2 separate regions of the Columba livia genome follow, and region 2 is linked to region 1. The links are chromatin contacts, called in public Hi-C maps. All regions are on one chromosome and are shown on one strand. The core of a region is the stretch at or near the end of the contact, and the rest is flanking DNA. Distances in the headings are between cores, read along the strand shown.

Region 1 (6,654 bases), core at 381-2,880:
ATTTCATTTCCTCCCTTCAGCTTCGTCTACTATAATAACTACGCACATCAGGCTTACATCTGAGAGCACAGATATACACACACGTGCACACTTGTGTGTAGATGATAAATTCCCTTTACACAAGTGCTTATTGTTAATGCAATTCAGTCTCAAATTTTCCATACCAATTGTCAGCATCTGTTGAAACTATCTGGCAGGACGTTTTTAGGCAAAAGAATTGATTTCTGTAAGTAGGACTAGGAAGAAAAGGTATTTTGTTTTATTTTTAAAAATAAGAAAATCATTACACCAATGACGTAGCACTGAGCAACTCCATGGTCTGTCTGGAGTAAACCTTGGCTCTGCATAAGTTATATGTGGAAAATTAAACAGAAACCATTTGAACATGGGAAGCTCAAGCCGGCTGGATTTGGGGAGCTCCAGAGCATAGCAATGCTGTAGAGCTCAGTATGGGACAGAATGGGAGACCAGGATTTTCCCTCTACTTTGAAGAGACTGGGAAGGAGCTGAGAAGCTTTTGCTACCTGGAAGCCAGGAAGTCCTTTGGGGCATCTTTGTGCTTTCCCATCTAGTGCCCAGGATGCAAAATGTATCGAGGAAGAAATCTGGTTCATACTGAGGAAGAAGGGGAGCAAGACCAGAGGAGAGGAGCAGAAGAGCCAGGGGGTAGGAAGGGTACAGTCCAGAAAACGCACAAATCCATGTGGAAGAGGTGATGAAGGGGGCCAAGGCCGGCTGCTGGGATGGGGCAAGACCTTCTCCTCCCTACCCAAACTTACACCAGGGCTACTCAACATAAACATTCAGCAACTCCTAGCCAATGCCTCTGAAAAAACAACAGATCAGTACTCAGCTGTGTCTCAGCCCACTTAAGAGACCAGCCCACATGGAGGCCAGCAAAAATGCTGGAAGCATCTAGTCCTTTTAAACACCCAGAATGGGTTTTAGCTGGGGATAGAGGGGATGGGAGATTTTAAGTACTCTGCACTGAAAGCCACTTATAGGGTGCTTATAAGGGGAAAAAGATATGACCCTTATCCAATGAATAACAGATTTAATACAGCTTCTCCTTAGGCCAAAACAGCTGGTGGAAAGTGAGATAAGAAAACTCCCAGCTGGGGCATGGAGGGTTCCTTAGAGCCCTCCCTCCATTTTCCCACTGCCAGTGCTGCCACATAATATGTAAGCCTGAGAAGTTACAAGTAACCACAGGGATTTATATTAGAGCAAGGGAGAAAATATATAACGAAATTAAACAAGGTTCCTGTCTGAACACCAAAGAACTTCAATAATTTTAATTAGTGGCCAGGAGACACATTACAACATAGAAGAGAAGCAAAGAGGCATAAATGAATAAATAAAAGCATCAAGAATACTTTTTTTCTCCCCCCCTTTTTTTTTTTTTGTTTTTGCTTCAAATTACAAAAATACCCCACTCAGAGTTGTAGGTATTAATCATACACTGATCTTGTTAATGCTTAAAAGAAAATCAACAGAACAAACCCACTACAAAATATTGCTGACATAATTTAATTTCAATAATGGATAATCAGTCATAGTATGCCAGGGAGGGTCAGCAGTATATTTGTCAAACATGAGTCAAGACGGGTATATCAGATCTCACAAAAGTACATGGTCACTCAGGTTTATCTCTAGAGAGCAAATTGCCATTTATTTGTAAGGACTGTGTGAGGATGTGTGGCATAAGCATTTGGGAAATATTTCTGAATACTGGGGAGGGAAAACCCTATTAGTTTCATATGGGGAGAAAACTTCCTTGATATTTTTGAAGAACTACTCATAGTCCATATAGAGCCTTTAAAAGACACTGGCAAATTTAAAGAGTCATGCAAGTTACATTAAATTTCATAAAATGCCTCACAGGTGAGCGTCAAAATAATTTAATCTGTATATTTTATTAAAAAAATCACACCCAAGCCACACTCTCCCAAACTCAAAAAAATAGCATGTCATCTGATTCTAATATATCAGTATTTTCCAAGGGAGGAAATACTGGAAATTAATAAGCTTCTTAATCTAGCAAGGAAAAGTGTAACAGGCAACACCAAAAGGGAAGCTAGACTGCTTCAAACTGTGGAAAAGGCATGCATTTTAAGACTGAGATTAGTCACTGGAACAAGCTGCTAATAAAAGCAGCAAATTCTTCATTTCTTTTGGCCTTCAAAAGCACAATAACTGACTTTCTGAAAATAAGCATTAGTCAAACTCAAGTGATGAAGCCTGATAAAGGAAGAACTGTGTGAATGTTGAAGAGTTCTGATGTGCAGGAGGTTAGATTACATGCTTTAGTGATATCATCTATCCTTAAGCGCTCTGAGTGAATGCAGCATTGTACTTTTTTACAGCATAATGATCAGAATTCAGCAAATCCACCTTTTTCTTCTCCTCCATTTTATGTTTTTCTTCAGAAAATTGAGACAATTACCCTGTGCCTGTCCATGATTGCTTTTCTATTTTCTACACTCCTAAACCTTGATAAGAAACAGAATTCACTTTATGACCCCCTGACACTAATATGGCATTAACACAAACGAGAGATGGGACCATTATATTCATCAGAGCAAAGTCCACAAAAATGATAGACACTCTTTGTGCATGCTGTAGCCTCAGACATGTGGGATAAATGACAAGATTTTAAGGACTTCTTAGGAGCTTCAGATCTCACTTCAGTTCTCCCAACAAATAAGGACTAAATATGTTTCAGTAACTTTGATTTAAAAGCTTATGTTTTAATTGAAAAAGTAGGAGAACTTAAATTCTGCAGGTTTGTGTCATATATTTCCCACACCAGCCTTCTCCTGCTATACATTCCCAAGTGGAATTACCATAGCTATTTGGAAAGCAAGCTCTCACCGCATTTTCCATTCCTGAATGATTTCCATCACTGAGTTAAGTTTAAATGGGAGAACAGATTTGTTAATAGTTGAAAATTGTTGAAGTCATGCAAAGAAACAGTGCCACAGCTACCATTTACTCTGGGGAGTCATTCTGCAGGTGAGGAGCTGTGTCCCTTTTCCATAGGCTCTTTCTAAAGATCCGTATGCATGGCAGTGTGCTGATGTGAGCCTAATTTTCCAGAAAATAACATCCTTCCCAGCACTGCGTTCTTCGTGACCTAGGGCAGGAGAAAGCAGCCACAGCCACATCACTGTTTTGGGGTGCTGGCGGAGAGCAGGGGCTCTGGGCAGCAGCAGCCTGGACCCCGGTGGGCTCAGGGGAAGCACTGGGAGGAGATGGGTGACACAAGTGGAGAGACGAACAGCGCTGCAGCTCAAAGTACCATGGTCTGGAGCTTTGACTTAGGCACCAAAAGTGAGCAGCAGTGCTGTGAAAGATGATTGTGAACCTGTGAAACTGTTTTCACTTTTGGGCCCCTCATCATAAGAGGGACAATGAAGTACTAGAGAGTGCAGAGGAGGGTGATGAAGCTGGTGAGGGGTCTGGAGCACAAGACTGATGAGGAGCGGCTGAGGGAACTGGGGCTGTTTGGCCTGGAGAAAAGAAGGCTGAGGGGAGACCTTATCGCTGTCTACAACTACCTGAAAGGAGGTTGTAGCATGGAGGGTGTTGGTCTCTTCTCCCAAGCAACAAGCAATAGAAGAAGAGGAAATGGCCTCAAGTTGCACCAGAGGAGGTTTAGATTGGCTCTTAGGAAAGACTCTTTCACAGAAAGGATTGTTGGGCATTGGAACAGGCTGTCCAGGAAGTGGTTGAGTCACCATCCCTGGAGGGGTTTAAAAGGCGTTTAGATTAGCTTCTTAGGGGCATGGTTTAGTGCTAGAGTTAGGTTAGGTTATGGTTGAACTCAATGATCCTGCGGATCTCTTCCAACTGAAATGATTCTTTGATTCTATGATTCTATGCTGGGAGTCTGTGTGCCACTAGTATATCCCAACTTCACCATGTGTTGTCATTTCAGAACAGGTAACAAATAGTTTTACTGCTTTGGGGGAGACCGTCGCATTGTCTTTCATTGTAACACGCCAACATTCACGTTCAAAGACGCAGAGAAGAGTGTCAACTCCGGACACCACCAATCCCCTCTACCCCTTTGCACACGGACAAGCAGCTGGTGCAGAAAACTTATGTGGAAGCTTTAGGATCGCTGAGCTTTAAACCAAATAGTTTAAGACCCTCTGATAAGACCGTCGTAATTTGTTGGCGGCCTGGAAACGCTACCGAGACAGGGAAACAGGCGGACAGCTCCTGCCCAGTTCCAGCGGGCTGTGCCCTTCCCTGCCAGCCTGCCCGCAGCGCCGGCCGCAGCCCGCCGCACAGACAGACAGACGGACAGACAGCTCCGCCGCACAGACCAGACAACTCCGCCGCAGAAACAACCCCGCCGCGGCTGCTGCCTGGGGGGGCAGCCTGCCACTGGGACACAGCCCGTGCCCGCACCCCCGTGCTAGAGCCCGCCCCGCCCCGCCCGCGGTACCTCCCTTGGTACCGCCCGCGGTACCTCCCTTGGTACTGCCCGTGGTACCGCCCGCGGTACCGCCCGTCCCCGCCCCGCCCGGGGACAGCCCGTCCCGCACTTCCCGCCTCTCCCGCCAGGTGGCGGTAAAGGAGCAACGCGCGGCGGCCGCTGGGGCCCGGGCGCAGGCGCTGTTCGGGCGGAGGGGCCTGAGGCAGCGCCGTTCCCCCCGCGGGAACGCGGCAGAAAAGCGTTGCAGGTTTTCATAATTTCAAAGGAAAAAAAAAAAAAAGAAATAGTGAAAACTGTGAGCAAAGGTGAACCCTGCAAAAAGTGACGCGGAGTCCGAGCTGCCACGACTGTGGGTGCGAGGGCTGGTGGGAATCCACTGGTGGGTGCAGCACAGGCCTCTTCCCAGGTCCTCTCTGCTGGGGACCTGCAGCTCCGAAGCCACAGCCACACACCGTTTCTACACTGAGAATTTAGGGCAGGGAGAATTTACCAAAAAGTGGCAAATCCCATCAAGAGTTGTACGAGAAGGGTCATAATGCCCTAAATTCTGGTCCTCTCAGCCATGGCCCAGTTCCCATCCAGAAGATGTCTCATTACATCTGTTTACCCTCTGATCTCTTGCTGTGATATATTATAATGACACTCTGAAAATGTCTTAGTCTTTAGCAAGTGAGATTCAGCAAGAAATGTCTTTTGTAGTCAAAATGCTTGTTGGAAACAGCACCCAAAACATTTCTGAGCAATGAATTTCTGAGCCCTGAGACTCATAGAAGTTTCAGTCTTAAATGTTTACTTTTACAGGGTAACCATGACACTGCCATTATGAAGCTTTTGGAAGTTTTGATTATGAAGCTTTTATTGTAGCACTCACTCCTGCCTTGTGCTTGGCCTTATTTGTCTGAGTACAGCTTATAAATCATTCATTTAACCCATTAGTGGATAAGAACAGCAGGGCAACTATTACACTTTTTTCATCATATTTCTTATGGGCTTCTTTCTGACTATGTAAAGTTGTAAAATTGACACCTCAGGAACTACAGCAAGGAGTTGTAGAGTTCTTGTACAGGAATCTAATCAGACTCTCCCAGGTGACGCTGCGTTACGCTTGTGAACAACGAGGCTGCTTGTCCCCATGGCCATCTAGGACTCCAAAGACCCTGTCCCATTTTCTGGCTTCGCAACCAACCACCAGGCAAAACTTCATCCTTCACAGCTGCCTCAAACCAGATGTGGACTTAGGTATTAAAGTTGAGGAACAGACCCCAATCGCATTCTCTGACCTGACCCTGCACCCTCCACCTCCGGCCCCAGATGGAACATATTAAGCGGGTTCCAGCCCTACAGCTTGTGGAAACAGGTGAACACCCTGGAGCAAGTCCCTGGCTGCTCAAGAAGAGTCTGTAAGGCCAAAGGCAGCCACAGGGTGGAGGAAGAACCCGGTAACCAAATCTGCATCCTGTGACCCGGCCTGGTCATCCCTACCCTGGGGAGCACAGCCCCTGCGACCCCCCGGGAACACTGCCTCCAGCAGCTGGGTGCTACCTCCCATTTTGCTGCATTAGAGGAACCACTGGAATAGTTGTGAGATGTGTCCATGGGTGAGTTTGGTCTGTGAATGTAAGATGAGTTAGACTGTTGGATTTTTGCAGACCTTAATTTCTAAAAGAAACTGATTTGCTTTATTGGGGCCAGTGCAGTATTTTTTGTGAGTACTATCTTATTTTAATAAAAGAAAGTAAACTGAAATGTGGAAAAAACAATTGTTCACTGGATCTGCTTCCTTCCCAGTGGAGCCTCAATTCTAAAGCTTCAGCTTTTATTCTGCTTCCATATGGTGACACCGCAAAGCCAGCTGATCAGAGACATGCTGACAGGCCGTTGAGGCACACTTTGCCGACGCTGGTCCCTGTTCCACTGTGGGGCACAAATGTCAGCACTGTGAAGACATCCATATGCGCTGTTGCCCTGTCTCCATCTCCCATGTAGCTAAGCCCCTGCTTGGTGAATTAAGATCTCCTGGGGCACTGACAGCCACAGGGCCAAAGCTCTGCAGAATGGAGCCTTGGTGGATATCCATTTCCATTGCTCCCTTCCCCACAGAGGTACTCGGGCTGTACACTGGATCCTGGACCCTGTGTCCTCATTCACAAGAGGGGTGCCTACCCTCTTCACTGCTCCAGGCCAAGGAGGGGCAAAAATGACATAGC
Region 2 (7,212 bases), core at 3,556-6,055, 37 kb after region 1:
CCAGGTGCTCACTTGGCCTGACTTTTATACTGCTATGTAGGTCTACAACTTCTCTCTCCCGCACTGCTACTTCTGCAGCCAACAGCGCTTTACCATGTGAACACTGCATTTTGTCACCAAAGCTGTGCTCACTCAAGTTTAAGCATGGTGCTTGCAGCAGCCGGGGGGGGGGGGGGGAATATACCTTACAAAGCATTAATTTTGTAGAAGGTAGAGGGTTGACTTTCCTACATTTCTGGACCGTGCAGTTCTGCTGTCAGGATATTTTAAGACTAAATCAAGGTGATAACTACAATACCTTGAAAAGCAAAGCCATGCAGGCAAACTGCAAAAGTACAGAGAAGTAGTTTGCATAGAGTAGACATGGAACATCTAACGAGCTTGATCATCTTGTCTTGTGAGTCACATTTACAGGAACAAAGTGTATCCTGGAAAGCAGCAACAGCCTTGCTTAGGAATCACAGGAAATAAATATGAAAAAATTTAGGAGGCTTTGGGATGAGGTAGCTGAGACTGGTTACATTGTACAGTGCTGACCAAGTGGCAGTTGGGCATTGAATACATAGATTGTCTGTGCTCTAACTCCTTTTTTTTTCTCAGCAACATATGTAGTATAACTGTGGCAAATTTCAACATGCAAAAACTGTGTTTCCTTTTGCACCAACCTGATAGTAATTCTTGTATTATTATTGTCCTGTTAGCTTATATAATTATATTTTTACCTCTGGAGGCTCGTTTGCATTTTCATGAGTACAAATCAATCTGCACTTTTATTTTCTTAGCCATCCTAATACTTTTTATTTGCCACTTTACCCACTCAAATTTCTTTTTCTTAAATGTTGGTGGCTTAGAGTTGTATATGGCATTTCATGTAAAGTCTTTTCAGCACCTTGTGTTACACTAGTACTTTCTTTTCATCACTGGAAAATAGCTCTGCTTCACCAAAGGTTGCATTTGTCTTTCACGGTTGTGTGACCTTATTGCTTCATGGTCCTCTGGTGACAGTGAATTCATTCAAGTTTTCCTTCCTCAGGTTCAGAATGAAGCAGAGCCATCAGAGCATGGCAAACAAACAAAAGTAGGGATCTTGTGTTAAAGAGAGAACTTCTGCGTATTCCTGCACTGGGTGCAGGTGTCCCGGCGCTGGGGGCTGCGGGGGTCTCTGTAAGGACACAGCCGGTTCCAGCGGCTCCAACCATGCACCGCAGGGCTCGGCTGAGCCCCCCAGCCGAGGTTGTGGAGCACCAGGGGAAGTGTGGTTAGGAAAGGGCAAAAATATGACACAGGCAGTATGAGGAGTAATAAAAAAGTGAGAGAATCGACTCTGCAGACAAGGAGGTGGGAGGAGGATGGGGAGGAGCTGCTCCAGGCGCCAGAGCAGATTCCCCTGCAGCGTCTGGAGGAACCCACGCAGGAGCAGGTTTATCCTGCAGGGCTGCAGCCTGTGGGAAGAACCCACGCCAGACCAGAGGACATGTGAGGAGGAAGGTGTGCGAGAGGAGGTGTTGTGGACTGACCACAACCCACATTTCTCATCCTGCCGCCCGTGTGGGCAGGCAGAGGAGTCAGGAATGAAGGAGTGAAACTGAGCCTGGGCAGAAGGGGGTGGGACCGAAGGTGTTCTGCTTTTGTCTTTGTTTCTCACCATCCTGCTCTAATTTTAATTTGCAATAAATGGAATTTCCTTGAGTTGAATCTGCTTGGCTCACGACAGTACTTGCTAACTGATCTCCCTCTCTTCATTTTGACCCACCAACTTTCCATCTTGATTTCTCCCCCTGTCCTGTTGAGGAGAGGGAGTGAGAGAGCGGCTGGGTGGGCGTCTGGCTGCTCACCAGGATCAGCCCACCACAACAAGTTACAGCATCGGCTGTTCTATTGTTCACATGCCGCCTGTGACAACGAGAAACAGGTGTAACACAAGGACTCTGGTGCTGAGGAATGTTAAAATTTAGGAAAATTGCTACCTAGTCTGTCTGAATGAACAGTCTGGGAATTTGGCTTGGAAAGGCTCCTTGCAAGCAGAGCATTTGTAAACCTGTTCATGAAAGAGGTTCTAGTGCTGGTAAAACATCACAGTATTATAAAACTCAGTTGTCACGTTAACATGTAGCGGTATGCCCAAAATCAACAACTGTGTCCCAGTAGTGGGGCTGGTGCTTCAGGGAGATCTGAAGACATGCCAGCGGCAGGCATCACATCAGAATGTGAATGAGCAATGCTTTTGTAAAACCAAGTGTTATTTTGATGTAATAGCCTCTATTTAAGAAAGCTGTGTGGTTTGTCTTAAAAAAAAAAAAAAACAACAACTATATATATTAAAAAAATAAAGTGTCATCACCCAACCTTGTTTGGTAAACGAAGTGGAGGGGACCTGTAACTTTACAAGTGAGTGAGTTCTGCAGATGTTCAAGTTAAGCAAGGCCGTTGGATGTCCTGGCTTTGAGTGGGTTCTGAAGGACTGCAGTAAGCAGATGACATACTTTGTCCCCCTTTTTGTAGGGGACACAGTGAAGAACAACAGGAGAAACAATTTCTGAACTTCCTGTGGATGAAAACTCCCTAAGAGATGGTGCCAGCTACAGCAGCTGGTAAACAGAAGGAAGAAAATGAGAAAAATCAGGCTTCATTGGAGAACATGATAAACCTAAGTTTTAGTTACCTTGGTCAGATTTCATGTGATGTTTTGCAAAGCATAGAAATTATGTTGCATGTTCTTCGGTGTCATAAATTTATGTTTGCATTCAACCACCCCAATTTTCATAGACAGAGGGGAAAAAAGGGTCCCCAATGAGGGGAAGTAAATTCTGGTGAGCTCTTGTTGTACATATATCCCCAGTAAAACCAATTTAAACATCATCTTCTTAAGGCCTGGTTATGAGAAGCATCATGTTAACTCTGGAGAGAAGCCATTGTCTGTAATGCAGTTCTTGACAACTAATTATGGGTGGATAAATAATGAATTTGTGATTGCAGTGGTTAGGGTGCTAATTATGACTGCTAACAGAATGTTGTCTTAGAAAACAGTGAGAAGAGAGTGCAAGTTATTTTGGAAGTTAGTTTTACTTTATTATAAGTTGATCTGCTGTTGTTGGACTTGTCCAACAAGGTTTCCACGGCGAACTTCTATTGGAATTAGAGAGGGATATTTATATATGGTCACTGGAGTCAAAGAAGCAGTTGTCAAAGGGTTCAGAAAAGAACTACAGGAAGGATTTGAAATTTGTCTCTTTAACAGTGAAAGGGAGAAATTTATGCCCACGAATAATGAGTTGACTGCTAAAAGGAGGAGGATGTTGCTAGTAAATGATATTTTTGATCATGAAATTGGGCTAGTTGAACTTAGTCTAAATGTATGTCTGTTCTTTAATGTGGCTTGCAATGATAAGCAGCCATTAAACAGTTTGCCAAAGACTGATTCGCTGCCATTTCAGCTCCTGAAATGATACCTGGATGTGAGTGAAGTGCAACATATTTAAAAAAAAAATCACAGAAACAGCAGGATAAAGTAGTGTCTCTGCTGGAAGCTGAACTGAATGCCGTAATGGTATTCCTGGCCTTACTGTTTACATATAGCCCAATTTTCTCATTTTCTTTCTCATGTAGAACTTATAGAGCTATGTGAGAACTATTTTGAGTTCACACTGTGATGAGCTGCATTAAAAAGAAATAACGGTGAAAATGGAAACATTTTTGAAAGTAATACTTTGAAATATTTTATTTCTAAATTCAGGTTGTATCAGCCAACTCAAAGACATGGGATAGTTGTGAATGTATGTTGTTAAACTAAAGGCAAATGAAAAATGGTGAAAAAAAGGAGGATTCATAAAATGTCTTTTGAAATGCCACCATTTTCTACTAACATTTTCGTGTAATTATAATGAATTTACTATACCTGGGTGTATTTAATTACTGGCTGTAGCGTGAATGCACTTAAATTGGCACAGATCACTGCTGGATGATGCGTGGATCTTTGAACAGCATTTAGCTTGAACTTTTCGATGCTTAAGAGTGGACGGAAGATTTCAAATGATACGTAGCAATATTAGAGAGCTTTAAGTGACATCAAGAACTTATAATGTATTTAAGGACTTAAGAGCATTTATTTTCATCACAGAGTGATGGATGCGTACATGGATACATTGTAAAGTACGCATTTTCTAAATACTTGCTTCTCGTAAATGTTGTTTTTTAGTGTTATGAAACCGCACCTTGAGTCCTGAATTGTATGCACGTGATGTACAAGTGGATGATTTTACTTTCAGGATAAGCATGAAGTGCTTGTGTGACGTGGGCTTAGAGTGACGGTGCAGCTGATGGGGTCAGGGCTGGTCTGCAGTGACGCTTCAACTGATAAATGACAATAAATTCCAGAATAGCTACAGTGGCCTAGCGTGCGTCCTCACGTCTCACGGGCTCTTCGGGAGAACGTGGCTGAGGAAAAAAGGTTAATGTGTATCGGCCGTGTGCCCAGTTCGCCGGTCCCGGGCCGGCCACCCTCCCGCTCTCCTGCCGCCCGTTACACCCACAGCCCCCGCGCCGCCCCCACCGTGGGCAGCCGCAGGTGCCCGGGGATGTGCAGCGGGCCGGCCCCGCCGCGCCATCACGTGTGGCCGCAGGAATGCGGCGGGGGTCCGGGGGGGGTGCGGCACCGCCCGCTGACAGCGCCCGGCCCGCCCCGCCGCAACCGGCGGGCGGCTGCGCCAACCGGGAGGCGCCGGGGCGCCGCGCTGCCCCAATGGCGGCGGGCGCGGCCCGAAAGGCCCGGCAGCGGGCGGGCCGGGGGCGGCCCCGGGGCCGGAGCGGGGCGGAGGCGGGCGGGTCCCCGGCAGGGCTCGGGAGCTCCGCTCGGCGGCGAGTGCGTGCTCGGCGGCGGCAGCCCCGGGCGGGGGGGCTGAGTGACGTGTCCAGGGAGCGGGGCAGCCGCCGGAGCCCCAGCGGAGCGGACTGGGCCGGGCCGGACCGGGCCGAGCGGCGGGTCGGAGCTCCTGGCCGCGGTGCAGGAGGTGAGTGTGCCCTCCGCGGCTGGGGGGCCGCGGGCGGCTGCAGCCGGCGGGGTTAGTCACGGAAAGTTTCGTGCCTGCAGGCTGGGCTCGGTGTTTGGTGTGCAGACACCGCTTCTCGTCCGGAGCTGCCGTACCCCGCGTCCCGCCGCCGAGCCCGGGGCGCCGGGGCTGCCTCGCTGGGGCTGTGCGGAGCCCGCGGGTGGCGGCGACGAATCTCTGGCCGCCTCGGTGGGGGAGACGAAAACCTGAGGTTTTTTTAGATGCATTGTTAGAAAGGTTTTGCCAGTGTAACGCGGCTTCCCGGGTTACTGAAGTGCGGGTGTAAGCGATTGTTAATAAAGGTATTTGCTCCTTTTCCAGACTTGCAGCTCTTGATCTTTGTTGCAAAGTTTCTTCCGCAAGGATTTTGCTGGGGTCTTCACTGGGGTGTGCACCTCTTGGCGTTCTTCAGCATGGGGAGCTGGCCGGCTCCAGCTTCCCCCTCCTTTGGACCAGGGACAGATAAGGCTATAGAAAATGCAAACTCACAGAGAGACTTAAGTTTCTTTCCTTTTCCCTTCTTAAAAACCGTGTTCAACACCAGCTTTGTAGTTGACATCTGCAATTAAATTTGCTTTCTTAAACCAAAGGGGAAAATACTTTGGCACAATAACAGCTATCCATTTCTGTGTTTCGTTTTTTTTATTTGTTTGGGTTTTTTTAACAAATTGTCTTTGGTTTCTTTGTAATTAGCGCTTCAACTATTGGAAGAGTTACATAGTTGTCTGTGGTGATCTCAGACCACGCAGTTACTTTTGAAGGATGTCCTGTTCTTACAGGGTAAGGCAAGAACAGCTTTCAAAGGTTGGCCAGTCATTCATTCACCTGGGTGAGTGAGTGTGCTTTGTCCGTAGGCAGTGCCAGGTGCTTAGATAGACAGCTGGTCATAATTTGCCCATAGCAAAGCCTCATTTTAAAGGCCCTTAGGTGGTAGTTGTATTTTTGACCAAAAAGATTTTATCCATCCTAAAATCTTTTCTCTTTCGTTGAAGTATTTGATTTTTTTCTTTTCCTCCCCCAGAGCTACTAAGGACATGGCTTTTATTTTGTACTACCAGGTTTGAGTGTTTTAAAAGTATCTTCTTTTTTTTTTCAGTTGTGCAATTTAACTGTTACCATAAAAAGGTTTAATTTTTTTTTTTCGTGAGTTAGGAAATAAGAAATATTGACTGTTTAGAAACTGTCTCATGACAAATAAATACAGTGAGGAAATGCCAGTGTATGTATTATTTTTGTAACGAAAGTAAATGTTTTCCCAAAGCCTTTGCTCTGCTTCATGAACCCTGGTGAGCAATTTGTTCTGCAGTGGAAAGGAAGTATTACATTTTAAAAATTTTCTGTTGGCGCTCAGGAGATGCAGATTTACTGCCTGAACGTGGGCATGTTGGGCATCTACAAGTACAAGCCCATTATTTGGGCAGCAGTTCTGGCTGTTCAGCTGTTTTCTTCAATGGGCCCTTCATTCTTTTCACTTGGGTGACCTGTTTGATCTTGATAATCTGTCTGTCTTGCTTTGTTTAATCTATTTTGTCGTCCCCCCCCCCCCCCCCCAACTTGGGCTCAGTAGTAAAGTAGACTTTACAGACTTTTGTAATATAGTCTGTGGAATTCATAACTTTTCTGTGACATTGTACATAAGATGTGACCTGCTATGTGAGTGGCAATGCGTGTCTTGTGATGGGACGGGCACTGGATGTCCATTGCATGGGGCTTTCGTGGCTGATACCCACAGGTGGATGTAGTGGGGGAAAGGACCATGGAAGGAGATAGATGCTTGAGGAACATGCTGTCTGTGAACTCCAGCTGAGTGCCAGGACCTGGCAGGATCTTCTGGATTTGGGCTTTGGGAGTCCATACACCACGGGACGTGGAAAGAAGCCACAGTGCTGTGTGATTTTGTGTGCGCAGGCTGGCATCACAGCTCTGGGACGTTGAGACCAAATGTGCAAGTCTTGTGCTGTTGGCTTGGACATGCTGATGGTGAGCACAGCAAAGCAGTGAAGAAGCAGTTGCCTTGCTCTGTGCCCAGGCACAGAACCCTCTTCTGACCAGGAGCTGTGGTTACTATCAGCAGATAGGAGATGGTTTCGCTCATCAGTAGACTGTGATAGTCTTTCTTGGAGTAGAATACTGTGAAACAGGCTTTAATGTTTATTGAAATTAACTT

What was found. Hi-C and Micro-C count contacts between places; a contact is called where the count stands out from the background.
Region 2: a Hi-C map of liver shows a contact between it and region 1, with 2.6 times the contacts expected there. The contact joins the promoter of ARHGEF10 here to the enhancer-like site in region 1. A contact is called at or near these places in 2 of 2 Hi-C or Micro-C datasets (crop and liver).

The regions. Positions count from the first base shown.
Region 1 is chr3:22,389,436-22,396,089 of bColLiv1.pat.W.v2, forward strand. No RefSeq gene overlaps it. Among named protein-coding and RNA genes, the nearest start is that of CLN8, 16 kb to the right of the region's middle. Within about 2 kb of position 1,631, at least 1 of the 3 cell types and tissues checked has an H3K27ac peak away from gene starts, as active enhancers do.
Region 2 is chr3:22,423,104-22,430,315 of bColLiv1.pat.W.v2, forward strand. It overlaps ARHGEF10 (Rho guanine nucleotide exchange factor 10), which reads left to right and starts at 4,806. Exons shown (of 29, transcript XM_065056039.1): 1 at 4,806-5,006.